2 separate regions of the Mus musculus genome follow, and region 1 is linked to region 2. A link is a contact called in public HiChIP or PLAC-seq data. All regions are on one chromosome and are shown on one strand. The core of a region is the stretch at or near the end of the contact, and the rest is flanking DNA. Distances in the headings are between cores, read along the strand shown. Region 1 overlaps Zzef1 (zinc finger, ZZ-type with EF hand domain 1). Region 2 overlaps Gm51906 (a long non-coding RNA gene).

What was found. HiChIP or PLAC-seq counts read pairs in DNA pulled down with a chosen protein or histone mark.
Region 1: a contact with region 2 is called in a RAD21 HiChIP or PLAC-seq map of pro-B cells, with 4 times the contacts expected there. The contact joins two enhancer-like sites. A contact is called at or near these places in 3 of 15 datasets of contacts at CTCF or cohesin (the NIH/3T3 cell line, embryonic stem cells and pro-B cells), 23 of 484 Hi-C or Micro-C datasets (the Ba/F3 cell line, ECoMG myeloid progenitors, the G1E-ER4 cell line and 12 more), 4 of 115 datasets of contacts at active chromatin or transcription factors (all in embryonic stem cells) and 1 of 9 other capture datasets (liver).

What each region holds. Positions count from the first base shown.
Region 1 is chr11:72,921,822-72,928,524 of GRCm38.p6, reverse strand. Zzef1 (zinc finger, ZZ-type with EF hand domain 1) reads right to left here. Exons shown (of 55, transcript NM_001045536.2): 53 at 6,042-6,195; 54 at 5,344-5,415; 55 at 1,405-3,888. The coding sequence ends at 3,808. Among named protein-coding and RNA genes, the nearest start is that of Gm34704, 15 kb to the left of the region's middle. Within about 2 kb of position 3,939, at least 39 of the 459 cell types and tissues checked have an H3K27ac peak or open chromatin away from gene starts, as enhancers often do. A contact at or near this core is called in the G1E-ER4 cell line and pro-B cells, where this site is marked.
Region 2 is chr11:72,565,493-72,572,610 of GRCm38.p6, reverse strand. Gm51906 (a long non-coding RNA gene) reads left to right here. Exons shown (of 4, transcript XR_003949712.1): 3 at 1,397-1,794. It also overlaps the pseudogene Gm12712. Among named protein-coding and RNA genes, the nearest start is that of Spns3, 19 kb to the right of the region's middle. Within about 2 kb of position 1,835, at least 41 of the 459 cell types and tissues checked have an H3K27ac peak or open chromatin away from gene starts, as enhancers often do. A contact at or near this core is called in the G1E-ER4 cell line and pro-B cells, where this site is marked.

The sequences.
Region 1 (6,703 bases), core at 2,690-5,189, 350 kb before region 2:
CCACCTTGAGAGCAAACATCCTGGAAGATTAGGAGAGGCGAGGAGAGACAGACAAACTGACTGTCCACCTTCAGGCCATAGAGTTTCTCTTTCCCCAGAGTCAGATGCAACCCTTAGCTTTCCCGGTTTTATAGGCTGGTGAATTCTCCTTTTCAATTTAATTAGTTTGGGGCCAGCAGCACAGCTTGGCAGGTAAAGGCCCTCACTGCCAAGCCTACTGACCTGAGTGTACTGCCCGGGACCCTGGTGAGAGAGAAGAGATTCTTTTAGGTTGCTCTGCGACCTCCACAGATTGTGTGGATTAGATGCATATGCATACAAACAAATTCAGTTTGGAGTTTAACTTAAATATGGAGAAAGCGCACTGAATTCTGGAACCGTGCCTTCAAAGTGAGTCTCAATTCCTTTTGAGCTGAGGGAAGGTACAATAGCCAAGAATCCCTAAGAAAGAATTTGCTAATGGCTGCCATTTGCTTGACTGGACCTTGTCAGTGGCCTTGTTACTGCAGGAAGTGTTTATACATTTTCTTCTCATACATTGCTGATATTTTAAAAATTATATCTCTATCTAGTATGTCTCTGTATGTGGGTGTTAGAAGACAACTTTTAAGACTCTATTCACTTCTTTCTGGGTTCAAATTCAGGTTATCAGGCTGGACTGCAAGCCTCTTCACCCACTGAGCCATCTCAGTGGCCCTTAAACTCTTGAAGGCTTGAGACACTTTAGTAGTGGATATATATATATATATATATATATACATATATATTCCTATTTAATAGGACTATGTCGATAGTTCTTCCTGGAACAGTTTTGTAAGTTTAAACTGTTGCCTAAATTTGGGTCAGAAAATTTATTTTCATCACTACTTCATAAATATTTTGCTGTTATTAATCATAATGTAAATATCTGCTATGCAGGATATCTGTTGTACGACCCCTGTGAAAGGATCATTTGACCTCCAAAGGGGTCGTGACAGGCTGAGAACACTGCCCTAGAGCCTCCTAGCAGGTATCAGTGGCTTGCTACCCTGACCTCAAGAGGAGATGGGAAAGGAAGCATCCATATGAGAGTACTAGGATGGCACCCAAGGAAGGCACCACCCGAGGATGGATCCCCTGGTTGACCACAATGAAGGGCAAGGCTCACAGTTCTGTCAACAAAGGTTGGGCCCTGAAGGGTCTTCTGGACTTCTTCCCATAAGCAGGCAGTGATGAGGTTCTGTAAATCCCATTTGTTTGGCCAGGCATACACTTCAAAATATATTTCATAAGAGAAACTGAAGGGCCAGACATGAGAGACATGGGCAAGGGACTGTGGGTTTGAGGCCAGCCTGGGGGATATGGCAAGGTCTTTCCACAGGGGAAAGGGGGCAGGGAAGGAAAGAGAAAAGGGAGAAATCCACACAGAGTTGTACTTTTTTATATAGAATTTTTACAATATATTTCTCTTCATTTGCATATCTTATCCACAACTTAAAACATTCCTTTTACAGGCTGAACTCACTCAGCTGATATAATCAAAATTCTTTCACTCAACCAAATAAGAAAAATTCAAAATCGTAAACCCGTAAGAAAACAAATTAAAAACGATGATGAAAATAAGTCACTCCTCTCATTAGAACAGTGTCTGTACAATATATCTGATTTGGAACAGAATTCTTTATAGATTAGGCACATGTTTCCACGACCCCTTATGCCTGCCAGTTTTGTCTCCGTCCAGGCAGTCTTGCCTCCTAAGAGTCAAGGGGATATTGGCCTTGATGGAAATCCTTTGGGACCTCCTGCCCCGGCTGGGGTCAGGAGACATTGGCCTGGCTCAGCAGTGCCACCCAGTGGCCTAGAGAAGCAGAGGCAGTGGGCTGCAGGTGGCCAGGTCAGGAGGGACCCTGTCCGGTCAGAGAGCAGCTGTGGTGTGTGAAGAAGGGCAAACTTAAGCTCATTCTATGCAAACTGAAGCACGTAGAGAAAACAGCAAGCAGTGAGTGGAGAGGAGCTATGGAGTCCAGCGTTTATTTACAGTTGCTCTTCCCGATGGGAGGGTGGGAGGAGAGCTGGGGCCACTGTCCCAAGGGAGGTCTCCAGCCTTGCCCTGCCCTGTCCACCTGCTCTCTCTGCTCAGTCTGAGGTGTGGAGGAGTGTGAGTGTGCCATCTCCTCCCCCATCTTCTAACTGCTGTGTGGTCTGAGCCACCGCGAGTGAAGCCTCTTCACCATGCACTTGTTCTGACTCTCATCCGAGACCTACTTGGAGGGAATGGCGTGCAACGGGAGACTTCTCTGGGGTTTAGGCCGCTTGCAAAGCGTAGGTGCTTTGGCAAAGAGCAAAAGGTGAGAAAGAGGTTCCTCTGGGCCAGCAGACACCATGTCCAATACCATGGGACCTGGACCAAGTTCCCTCTGATGTCAGGGTGGTGGACCATAGGTCACTCCATTTGTTTCTGCTTTTATAACCCATCCCCTCCCATTCTGTGGCCACTTTTCCTGTGTGCTGGGGTTCATCAGATAACCTAATTCTATGACTGGGCAGGAAGTGGTGCCAGAAGGCATAGCACCTTTGCACAAGATGCTCCCACACCTGCAGGTTCAGGTTCTGCCAATGCAGTCCTTTGCCAACTCCCAGAAGAGTCTTCAGAGGCCAAAGGGGCAAGCTTGGTCACAGCAAAAGCCAGCCAAATGTGGCCCTGGCTCTTAGGAGCCTTTTTTTTTTTTTTTTTTATTTGCATTCTGCCTGTGAGGTGGGATATGCCTCTGGCCAGATGCCTGCCCTTCAACAGCAGGTGCCTCAGGATTCTTCCTGAAAGTCCACGGCCTGCTGCTGACCCAGCATCCTACTCTGTGGCTCTGGGGAAAAAGGTCATCAGCACACAGGGCAATGCTAAAACCATAGAAGGAAATACGCAAAAGCTTCACTAAAACTAACGTAGTTATTGCTAGGCAGGGGATGGCCAAACAACCAGGCAGGAGGTTCAAGGTCGTAGGCTGCTGATCACCATGACCTTGGAGCAGAAGTATAATCAGGTGTGTCCTGACTCCTGAACAAAGGCTCCTCTGAGGGCACTGCCTGCACTGCAGGTGCTGGAGAGCCCCTCCATTTCTGTCACTTCCACACATGCCAGTTTGCCCCTAGGCATTCCCTAGGGGACCTCTCAGGGAGTCGATGTGGTTCTCTTCTAAAACCATGAGGGGAAATGAAAACTAAAACAATGAAGGAACAAAGATGTGTGCGGGGAGCTGCTGCACAGTGACAAGCAAAGCCTGCCAGCTGCTCCCAGGGACACCTGCTCTCACTGTGAGTTGGCCAGCTAAGCTGTGGCAAGAAGATTGCTTGGGAACTGGAGGTGGCTGGGAGGTGCTCATGTTGGTTATGGGCTGGTGTCCCAACTGGGCCACTGCTGCTGCAAGCTGCAAGTCTTACTGCAAAGGTAGCTCTGGGTGGATGGTGCCTTCTCCTGATGGCAAGCCTAGGCAGCTCCCACTCAGTGGAGACAGAATCCTTTCAGAGACGGCTTCCAGGTCTTCAGTGCTGTGACTCCCCTGGAGGAGACTGGCCTCTAGTCTCTATTCTCTGAATAACTTTCCCAAGGCCTCTTGATGCTCTTTCTGAGCCACTCTACACTGCTGTGCCTTTTTGGACATGTGGCGCCTGCAGTGGGCCTTTTTGATGAGGCGGCTGCTTGGCCAGATGGGAGCAGGGGGTGGGCTCAAAGAGAGCTGGGTGCAGAGGCTTCAGGGGTTTCCTGAGCAAGGTTGGAGGTCTGCTATAAACCCCTGTAGACAAATGATCAAGTCCATGCATATCACACTGAGGCTAACACTCAACATTCCAGAGGCGGGTGGCCTTGTTTGGGTAGTTGATGGCCAGGCTGATAGCAGCAATGTTCTGCAGAGCCTATGGAGGGAAAGAGCAGTTATCAATATCAAGAGCCACTGACTTCCTCATCCTTGAGTCTAAGTTCCTCAGCTGGAGGGTGATAAGGTGAGCCAGAGGTAGTCCCCCTTACCCAGTGGCTCACAAGTAGAATGAGAAAGAAAACAAAACCAAAGCCCACAGGAAAACCCTGGGTAAGTAATAAAACAACCATGGCCATGGTGTGGTAGCAGTCTAGTTGCTGAAGCAGGGGTCTGGGAAAGCCATAGAAAGGAACAGAAGGGGAGCACAAAGGTTCACACAAGAGGTGAACAGCTAGTGCTAGAGAAGTACCCATGGGGAGCTCAGAACACTGCGGGGAAAGCAGCTGTCCCAGAAGGACATGGCTAGAAGGCAGAACTTCAGGGAAGAGACTGGCAAGCTGTGGGGAGGGCCACAGGGGAAGGGGGATGAGATATGCATGGGCAAGCATGAGGGCCAGTCAAGCCCATGGAGAGAAAGCTGGTGCTCACCACACATCAAAATCTCTTATAGCACATCAAGAAAGCAAGGGCCGTAGTAGCCAGTGCAGCTGGCTGCTAAGAGACCTCAGCAGCCCCACCTGCTCTTTCCCCTGCTTTAGTAGGGGAGCCCCAGTTCCGAGCAAAACACTTCTAACCTTCCACATAGAGCCTTCCTTGAAGGATTAGGCTCTGGGAAGAGTCCCAGGTGGATGCCTAGCTGAGAAACGTTCTATGAGCGCTGGAGATCCCCCAGCTGTCTGTCTGCTATAGTAGAGCACAACACTTCTTTCTCCAGGATGAGTACAGGGCAGATGAGTACAAGAGTCCAGCTTTTGTTGACCCAGACATTAAAGAAGTCTGCAAAAATGGAGCCAGGGCCGCCATCCTCAATATTATTTTGTTTTGAAGAGATTTTTCCCAAAACACATTAACATGAAATGTGTTTACTGTCTTAAAGATTGAATTGATACATAAATGTTTAATTACTGTTCTAATTTAGACACTTAAGTCTAACCTCTAATGATGCACACTGATGTATACAGGGTTTCTTGGGTCCTCTATCATTTAGAAGCACAGCTGTCAGAAGAGGAGTTTTCTAGCCAGGGAAGCAAAGTACATCCAAAAAAATCCAAAAATATCTAGAATCTAAATCTGTGGAAACTTCCAAGATCGGCCAATGAGTAGTTAAGTGAAGGCACTGGCTGTTTTGGTTTCAGAGACCAGATTCTTGCTAGTGTCTTCTGACCCCACAGTTTAATATGAGTGACAGTGATAAATGAGGCTCCCTGCTCTTTCTGAGAGCAGGAGGAAGTGACTGAACAGCAGCTGAGCTCCATGTAAACTCTGGCAGGGTCTGGACCTGTCATGCAACTCTAAGTCACAGCCCCACCCCCAGTTCCGGCAAGTGAGGGGGTGTTATCTGTCACAGGAACATGACCCACAGGCTAACTCTTGGAAGACAGGGAGGAGGTACCTGTGCTGCACATCGGAGAAGGTGGTCCTCGGTGGTTAAGGCCAGCAGGTACTCCTGAAGCAGGCCAAGCTCCTGTAAAGACAGCATGGGCTCCTTGAATGCTGGAAGGTAGGAGGGCTGAACACAGACACCCACAGGCAGACAGGAGCCTCCAGGGGGTAAGCAAGCTCACTTCGAGGCACCTGTGACACCACACACTCTACAGCCATGAAGGAACCTATCTAGAAGGCCCAGGGACTTGGTTCCAGGGCTATCCCTGATGCCCACAGGGTGATCAGGCAGGGTATGGTAGTCATGTCTTCCTGAGGAAGACAGGCAAAGGACTTGTGAAAGGCCCTTTCATGTGGCAATTCAATGAGTCTATTGTGCCTAGAAGAAAGAGGAGGAGGAAGAACATATCTGTTTGATTTTCCAGAAGTCCCAGTCTAAGGCAGTCCCTAGACCCCTTTGGCTATAGGCCAGACAAAATAAGCAATATAAGTTGATCTGAGGTTCTCTCCTCCTGGGGCTGAGAATACGGGTATGTGTTCTGGGGATGCTGGACTGTAGGTCCAGGTCGGCCTCCTTTTGAAGCCTGGACAACCTGGGCTTGCAGGCTTGGGTGTAACACTAGTTTTGCCATGAGCAGGAACTGGTAAGAGCATACAGAGGTATCCTCTCTGCCAAGGCTTCAGGGCAAGAGGTGGACACATCCTTACCTGGGCACGGTTCTCGGTGACAAAGAAGAGCTCAGTAAGGGCTCGGTGTAGGGGAAGGAGAATGCCAGGCTGTGTCACATCCTCAAACAGGCCATACTCCATGTGAGTAAAGAGCTGCCACAGGGGCTTCAACAGCCCAAGATCACAGAGGTCACTGGAGGGAGCAAGCACGGGGATACTTTACTGAGAAGAAGGTCACGAAAGAAACTGCAGGTCAGGCTCTCCTTTTTCCACCTCATCGTAATATAGCCACCCACTTCTCTCTGAAATGGCCACATAGTCACCAACAGTAAAGAAGCAGGGCAGTGCCCAAACCCCAAAAATGACTCTAAAGAATCCAGAGGGCTGCAAGTGTGCTCACAGGGGCCACTGCAGTTTTTCTTTTAACTGTTTTTACATTTATTTATCATTTATTTATATATTTACTTACTGGGGGGGGGAGTGTGTGTGAGTGTGTATACCCTAGCATGCACATGGTGAGCAGAGGATAACTTGTGGGAGTTGGTTCTTTCTTCCTACCATGTGGGTTCTGCGCATCAAACTCATCAGGCTCAATGGAAGTATCTTAGCCCAGTGAGCTAACTTGTTGCCCCTAACTGTGTGTTTTTAAAAATAGTCCCTATAGGGCTGGTGAGATGGCTCAGTGGGTAAGAGCACCCGAC
Region 2 (7,118 bases), core at 586-3,085:
GTCCTGGGTCCTAAGTCTGTGGCTCGCATTGCCAAGCTGGAAAAAGCAAAGGCTAAAGAACTCGCCACTAAATTGGGTTAAATGTACATTAAGTTTTCTGTACCTAAATATAATTACAAAATTAAAAAAACAAAACAAAACAAAAACAAAGAAAGAAAATCCCTTCTGTAGCTTTGCAGGATGGCACAGTGCCTGTTACAAAGTCGTGAGGAGGCAGAGGCAGGAGAGAGAGAGAGAGAGAGAGAGAGAGCGAGCTTTTGTGGGGCAGAGATTTCCAGACTAAGGATTGGTGGGGGATTTTAAGCACCAAGCTTGGGGAGCTCAGGGATTTGGTGTATTTTCATGTTCAGGGATTGGTGGGGTTTTTTGTGGGAAGGAAGCTCAGAGATTGGTGGGTTTTCGTGCTCAGGAATTGGTAGCTTTTTTTTTTTTTCTCCTTCCTTCCCCCTTTCTCTACATGGGTCCATGAGTTAGGATGGTGTCTTAGTCAGGGTTTCTATTCCTGCACAAAACATGACCAAGAAACAAGTTGGGAAGGAAGGGTTTATTCAGCTTACACTTCCATACTGGTGTTCATCACCAAGGAAGTCAGGACTGGAACTCAAGCAGGTCAGGAAGCAGGAGTTGATGTAGAGGCCATGGAGGGATGTTCTTTACTGGCTTGCCTCCCCTGGCTTGCTCAGCTTGCTTTCTTATTGAACCAAGACTGCCAGCCCAGAGATGGTCCCACCCACAAGGGGCCTTTCCCCCTTGATCACTAATTGAGAAAATGCCTGACAGTTGTATCTCATGGAGGCATTTCCTCACCTGAAGCTCCTTTCTCTGTGATAACTCCAGCTGTGTCAAGTTGACAGGAAACCAGCCAGTACAGATGGGAAGTTCTTCCCAGTCTCAGGTGGCTTTGGCTGAGGCACCAATTCTCTGGAGCTGCTTGGGGAGGCTGGAGAGAAGGGGCTGACATTGCACAGCTCCTGTGATGGCTGCACACTGAGGAGGTGTCTAGGTGCCACCATTTTGACAGGTCCTGTGGGAACATCTATGGTGACTGTAAGCTAGGGCAGAAGGGTGGGGGGACAGCAGCTGCTGCTTTGATTACTTTTGTAGCACACTGCTTTAGGGACTGCAGAACCAACTCCTGAACGTTGTCCTTTGCCTTGTACTCATACACTGTGGAACGTGGAACACACACACACACTTTACATTTAAAACAACAACAACCACCACCATAGCAAACTAAAGAAAACCCTGAGACCCCAAGTAGTTGATCATAGGGTTTTCCCTTCATGGTTGGAGCCTATAAACTCTGCTGGTTTGCAACTTGGCCCACAGCCTCTTGGCATCTTAGTTGATAGTAGCTTTTTGGTTTGTTTAAGAAAAACACATTTCTCTCTTCTAGGTGGAAGGTTCATCATATGAGGATTGCTTCTTCCTCATCATAGACTTTACAGTATGGATGCTGTGCCCTGTCCTACAAGGTTCATGTGGGTGAGCACCAGTAGCCTGCCCAGGAAAAAGACACACTCCTCACTACCGGAAGTGGGGTTGAAGAAGGCCTCTTCCTTTTTTCCAGCATCCTTAGTCCCAAGTCACACTGATATAAAGGAGGGTTCTGAGCTTTGGTACTGAGGCTACTCGTGCCCAATGTATAGATGGAAAGACAGAGTCTAGCCTGGGTCCAACCTCTACTTCAGCGCCTGGGGAAAGCTGTCGTTCTAGACCCCCACCATGTAGCACACACCGTACCTTCAATTTCTGGAGCACGTCGAAGTGCACTGACCGCGGATCAGCAGGCCGGTAGGTTTCTGTTTTCTACTTAGTTTTTGGTGCCATCTGGTGGCCACGGTTCATCATAGCTCTGATTTGCTTCAAAGGCTTCTGACAAGCAAAGCACCTAGGCAATCATTTCCTTTGTCATCTTCCCATTTTGTTTGGGAGGTTCGGAAGACTTCCGGAAGCCACACCCACTTCCTATGGTCAGCGGGATCTAGCGCTGGGATGGACTTGCTAGCAAGCGACCATGGCCGTACTACGACATCTGCCTTGCTTTTTCTTTTTCTTTCTTTTTTGTTTGTTTTTGAGACAGAATCTCTCTCCCTCTCCCTACCCTCCTCTCCTGTGAATCTTCATGTGCACATGCACACGAACACACACACACACACACACACACACACACACACACACACACAGAGGAGTGCATCCCTAAAATAAAATAAAAAGTAAATAGGGGCTAGTGAAGTAGTTTAGTGTATAATATCAAATATGAGTCATTTTTGTTGAAAACTGTAGAACTTGTGTTTGGAACAAAGAAGTCAAAGCATTTTATCTCTCCCACTTTGTAAGCAGGGGTTATATATCTTTCCCACCTCCTCTCTCCTATCCCCCACCCCTGCCAGTTAAACCTTTGTTAACACAGAGGGCCCCTGTTGCGGTTCAGTAACCTGATGACCTGGAGAAGTGACCCTTTTCCCCAGGGAGCAGTGACCTCTTTCATTTCCTGTACTTACGCCAGTTCTTTTCCTTTCTTTTTCGACAGGGTTTCTCTGTGTAGCCCTGGCTGTCCTGGAACTCACTCTGTAGACCAGGCTGGCCTCGAACTCAGAAATCCGCCTGCCTCTGCCTCCCAAGTGCTGGGATTAAAGGCGTGGGCCACCACTGCCTGGCTATGCCAGTTCTTTTCAAACTAGCCAAATGAATAAGACTGTGCACTGGGCAGGTGAAGAAAAGACCAACTCACAACCTGCATTAGAATAGAAATCAAGGGCATTTCCTGTCTCTTTGTGCTCACTCTTCCGAGCACAAAGTAAAGTTTCAAGAGTAAAGTTTTGCCGTGTCCGCTGGAGTGGTGGTCTCTTTCTTTGCGACCATGAGCTTATTTCTATCAATTGATAAAGGCATTTATTTGCTGCCAATTGTGATGATCTGAGACCCACACGGTATGAACTCTCACAAGTTGTCCTCTGACCTCCACACACATGGCTGAACGTACATATATGTACACTCAATAAATGTGATTTGAAAATGGTAATGATAAGTTGTGTTGGGTCTCAGAACTCAGGTTAAATGGCTGACAGAAGTGCCTAATAACATAACAAAATGCCTTTAATCCCAGCACTCAGGAGGCAGGTGGATTTCTGAGTTCGAGGCCAGCCTAGTCTACAAAGTGAGTTCCAGGACAGCCAGGACTATACAGAGAAACCCTGTCTCGAAAAACCGAAACAAAAAACAAACAAACAAACAAAAAACAAAAACAAAAATAACATACCAAAGCAGCTGCTGGCCTGCCTTCCGAGCATCACCAGTTATCTGTGCTCCTCCCAGCATTTCTCGCTCCGCCCCCTACCTTAAACCCCTCCCTCCCGGGGGCTGGGATTCTGCTTCCCTTCCCCTTGCAAGATCCCTTGTAACAGTGGTTTTGGCTACTCCAATCTGTCAGCAGCTCCTCTCTTGCTTTCCCTCCTCTCTCCTCTCATGGTCTAGCTTAGTCGGCCAGCCACGTTCAGTCTGGTCTCATTCCTCTGCCTGCTTTTCCTCTTATATCTACAATAAAAAAAAAATCTTCTCTATACTTTAGTAGTCATGTTTGTTTCATTTTTTCATGCAGTTGGTTAACACATTTAGACTATAGAAAATACAGTTTGTTTATTCTCCTAGCTCCAGTTTGAAGGCATTAAATAAAACTAGTACATGCATTCTTTTTTGTTGTTTGTTTTTTGTTTTTGTTTTGTTTTTGTTTTTTTCAAGACAGGGTTTCTCTATATAGCCCTGGCTGTCCTGGAACTCACTTTGTAGACCAGGCTGTCCTCGAACTCAGAAATCCGCCTGTCTCTGCCTCCCGAGTGCTGGGATTAAAGGCATGCACCACCACACCCGGCTAATTTTTATTTTTTTATTATTTTTATTATTATTTTTTATTTTTTATTATTTTTTTTGGTTTTTTCAAGGCAGGGTTTCTCTGTATAGCCCTGGCTGTCCTGGCGCTCACTTTGTAGACCAAGCTGGCCTCGAACTTAGAAATCCGCCTGCCTCTGCCTCCCAAGTGCTGGGATTAAAGGCGTGCGCCACCACCGCCCGGCTTAATTTTTATTTTTTATTTATATGAGTACGCTGTCGCTGTCTTCAGACACACCAGAAGAGGGCATCAGATCACATTACAGATGGTTGTGAGCCACCATGTGGTTGCTGGGAATTGAACTCAGGATCTCTGGAAGTGCAGTCAGTGCTCTTAACCGCTGAGCCATCTCTCCCCAGCCCCTTTAATTTTTTTAAGTGATTTATTTGTTTTATATTATATTATATTTATGTATGAGTGCTCTATCTGCATGTACATCCTGAATGCCAGAAGAGGATAACAGATCTCATTACAGATAGCTGTGAGCCACCATAGGTTACTGGGAATTGAACTCAGGACCTCTAGAAGAACAGCCAGCAACTACTAAGCTATTTCTTCAGCCCTCTGACTCATCTCTCTAGCTCTAATTTTTGGTTTTTGAGACAAGGTCTCATATAGCCCAGGCTGTTTTTGAACTTTCTATGTAGTCAAGAATGGCATTTAGTTTTAAATTTTATTCTATGGGCCTTTTGTACTATATGCATGCAGTGCCCATGGAGGCCAGTGGATGCTTTGAACTAGAAAGAGTCAATTGTGAGCCACAATGTGGGTGCTGGACCTGGGTCCTTTGGAAGAGCATCAAGTGTTTGTTTGTTTGTTTATCTCTCATATATTATATCCTAGCTGCAGTTTCCTCTCCCTTTCCTCCCCCCAACCGCATTTCCCTCACATCCACCCCACCTCCACCTCCCCTCAGAAAAGAGCAGGCCTCCCAGGGGCATCAACCAAACAGATTACAATAAGACCAGGCACATATTCTCACAGCAAGTCTGGAAGAAGCAACCCAATAGGAAGAAAACGGTCCCAGAGGCAGGCAAAAGAGTCAAAACCAGCCTCCACTCCCACGGTTAGAAACCCCACAAGAGCACTGAGCTACAAAATCATAACATATATGCAGAGGACCTAGGTCAGACCCATGCAGACTTCCTGATCTCTGTGAGCCCACTTGAGTCCCAGTCTGTTGGCAAAGTTCTCGTGATGTCCTTGACCCCCTCCCCCGCACCCCCCCCCCCCCCGGCGTGCAGAACTCTTCGAGCTAGCTAGCTCTGCCTAATATTTGTCTGTGGGACTCTCCATTGAACCCAGGGCTTAGTGTACTCCAGGCAAACGTTCTACCAACTGAGCTGTCTCTGGCCCCACAGAAGGGTATTTTAAGGTGATGCAGAGGAGAGACTGCAGAGGCCTGGTGATTAGGGAGGTAAGGTTGATGGTGTTCCACTGAGCTTGATGAATGACGCGTGGGAAGAGGGAGACCAACAGAGTGGAACAATGGAGTAGGCGTGTGGGAAGGAGTAGCTGAGGAGAGAAGAGTGGGGAGTTGAGGTGGACACAGGAGGGGCCTAAGATGAGTTGGTGGAAGGTGAAGGCGTCTGTCTGTCTGTGTGTTTCCTCTTTCCTTCCCCAGAGAGTGCAGAGCGGCAGTGGAGGGGCTTTGAGGACAGGCAACTTGCTGCAGTGGAGCGGAGGATGGGAAGGCAAGCCTCCCGGGGAGGGAGGGAGTTTTCTGGGCACTGCCTTGCACCTGCTGGAGTTTCGTGGGATGAGTTTACAATGAGTTCCCTGCAAGCACGGTCTGTTCTTCCTCTTTGGTTCCATCTAGCTGTGTGGGTGCAGGTGTGAAATGGAGGGCTGGGGCGGGGGCTTTGGCAGATCAGCCAAGGGAGGAGAAACCTGGGAGAAGAGCTATGGGTGATGATAGAGACCTATCATGAATCGGCAAAAGAGGGAGTGAGAAAACAGGTCCTGATGGCTAGGGACCATGGCATGCGCTCAGGAGCTTCGAGGTTCCCATGGACTGTAGTAGGACTAAGGAGAGTGCCACGGTGTAGGGAGGAGAACGATGGGGCGATGGGGCGTTTTGATCTGGGGGTGAGGGGTGGGGGCGGGGGAGTATGTGCTTTAAGTCATGAGTCTAAAGGTGGTGCTGATGTGGGTAATCCTCATGGGATTGCTAGGGTAACGTGATTGTTTACAAGAGGGTCCAGAGGTCCAGATGGTGAAAGGGCCATCTCTGTGGCTGGTGATATCACCTGAATGGGTCACCAGGGAAGATAGAAAGAGAGTAAACTACTATCCAAGTCCTAGGAAAATTAGGGATGACTAGGAAGCCTACAGAGACCATGGCAAGGAAGCCAGGGAGGAAAACCATATGGCCGGGTCTGTTGCTGTGACCATCATAGAAATTAGAGATGGTTTTATTTTAATTAATATAATTTTAAAATTTCTTTGAAAAAGTCACTTTTTTAAAAAGAGGAGATGTATCTCTCTTTTAAGATTTATTCGTTAATTTTATGTACGTGAGTTCACTGTCACTCTCTTCAGACACACCAGAAGAGGGCATCAGATCCCATTACAGATGGTTGTGAGCCATCATGTGGTTGCTGGGATTTGAACTCAGGACCTCAGCAGTCAGCGCTCGTAACCGCTGAGCCATCTCTCTAGGCCAAAGTTACATACTTTTGTTGATCATATTCACCCCTTGCCCCCTGCCTCCAATTCTCCTGAACCGCTTCCCAGCTCCATGTTTTCTTCTCTTTAGTAACTCTCTGAGGCCTGTGTGTTCTTGGTTTTGGGATATTCACTGGAACATTAGTAATCTATCAGCGGTAATACTCCCAAAGAAAAATGACTCTTTTTTTAGTAGCCATCAACTGACAACAGGTCTTCAACCAGGGGTGGGGTCTTGTGAGCCCCTCCCTCATCTGTGTTAGAATTTGATGGGTTAAACCTTGTATCTGTGAATCTGTGAATCTAACACCTGTGTGGTGTCAAAGGGACAGCGTTTCACAGCCTCGCTCCCATCCTTCTGCTCCTACACTCTTCACAGCCTCTCTTCTGAAGTTTTCCCGGAGCCCTGGAAACGGAGTAGGGGTCGATTCAACCCACTTAGGGCTGAGTGCCTTGCAGTCTCCTCTCAGCGCTTGGACCAGTTATGAGTCTCTGAATTAGCCACTGCCCACAGACCAAGGCTGGGAGCAGCAGGCATTTATGGAGTAAATTGCTGATACAA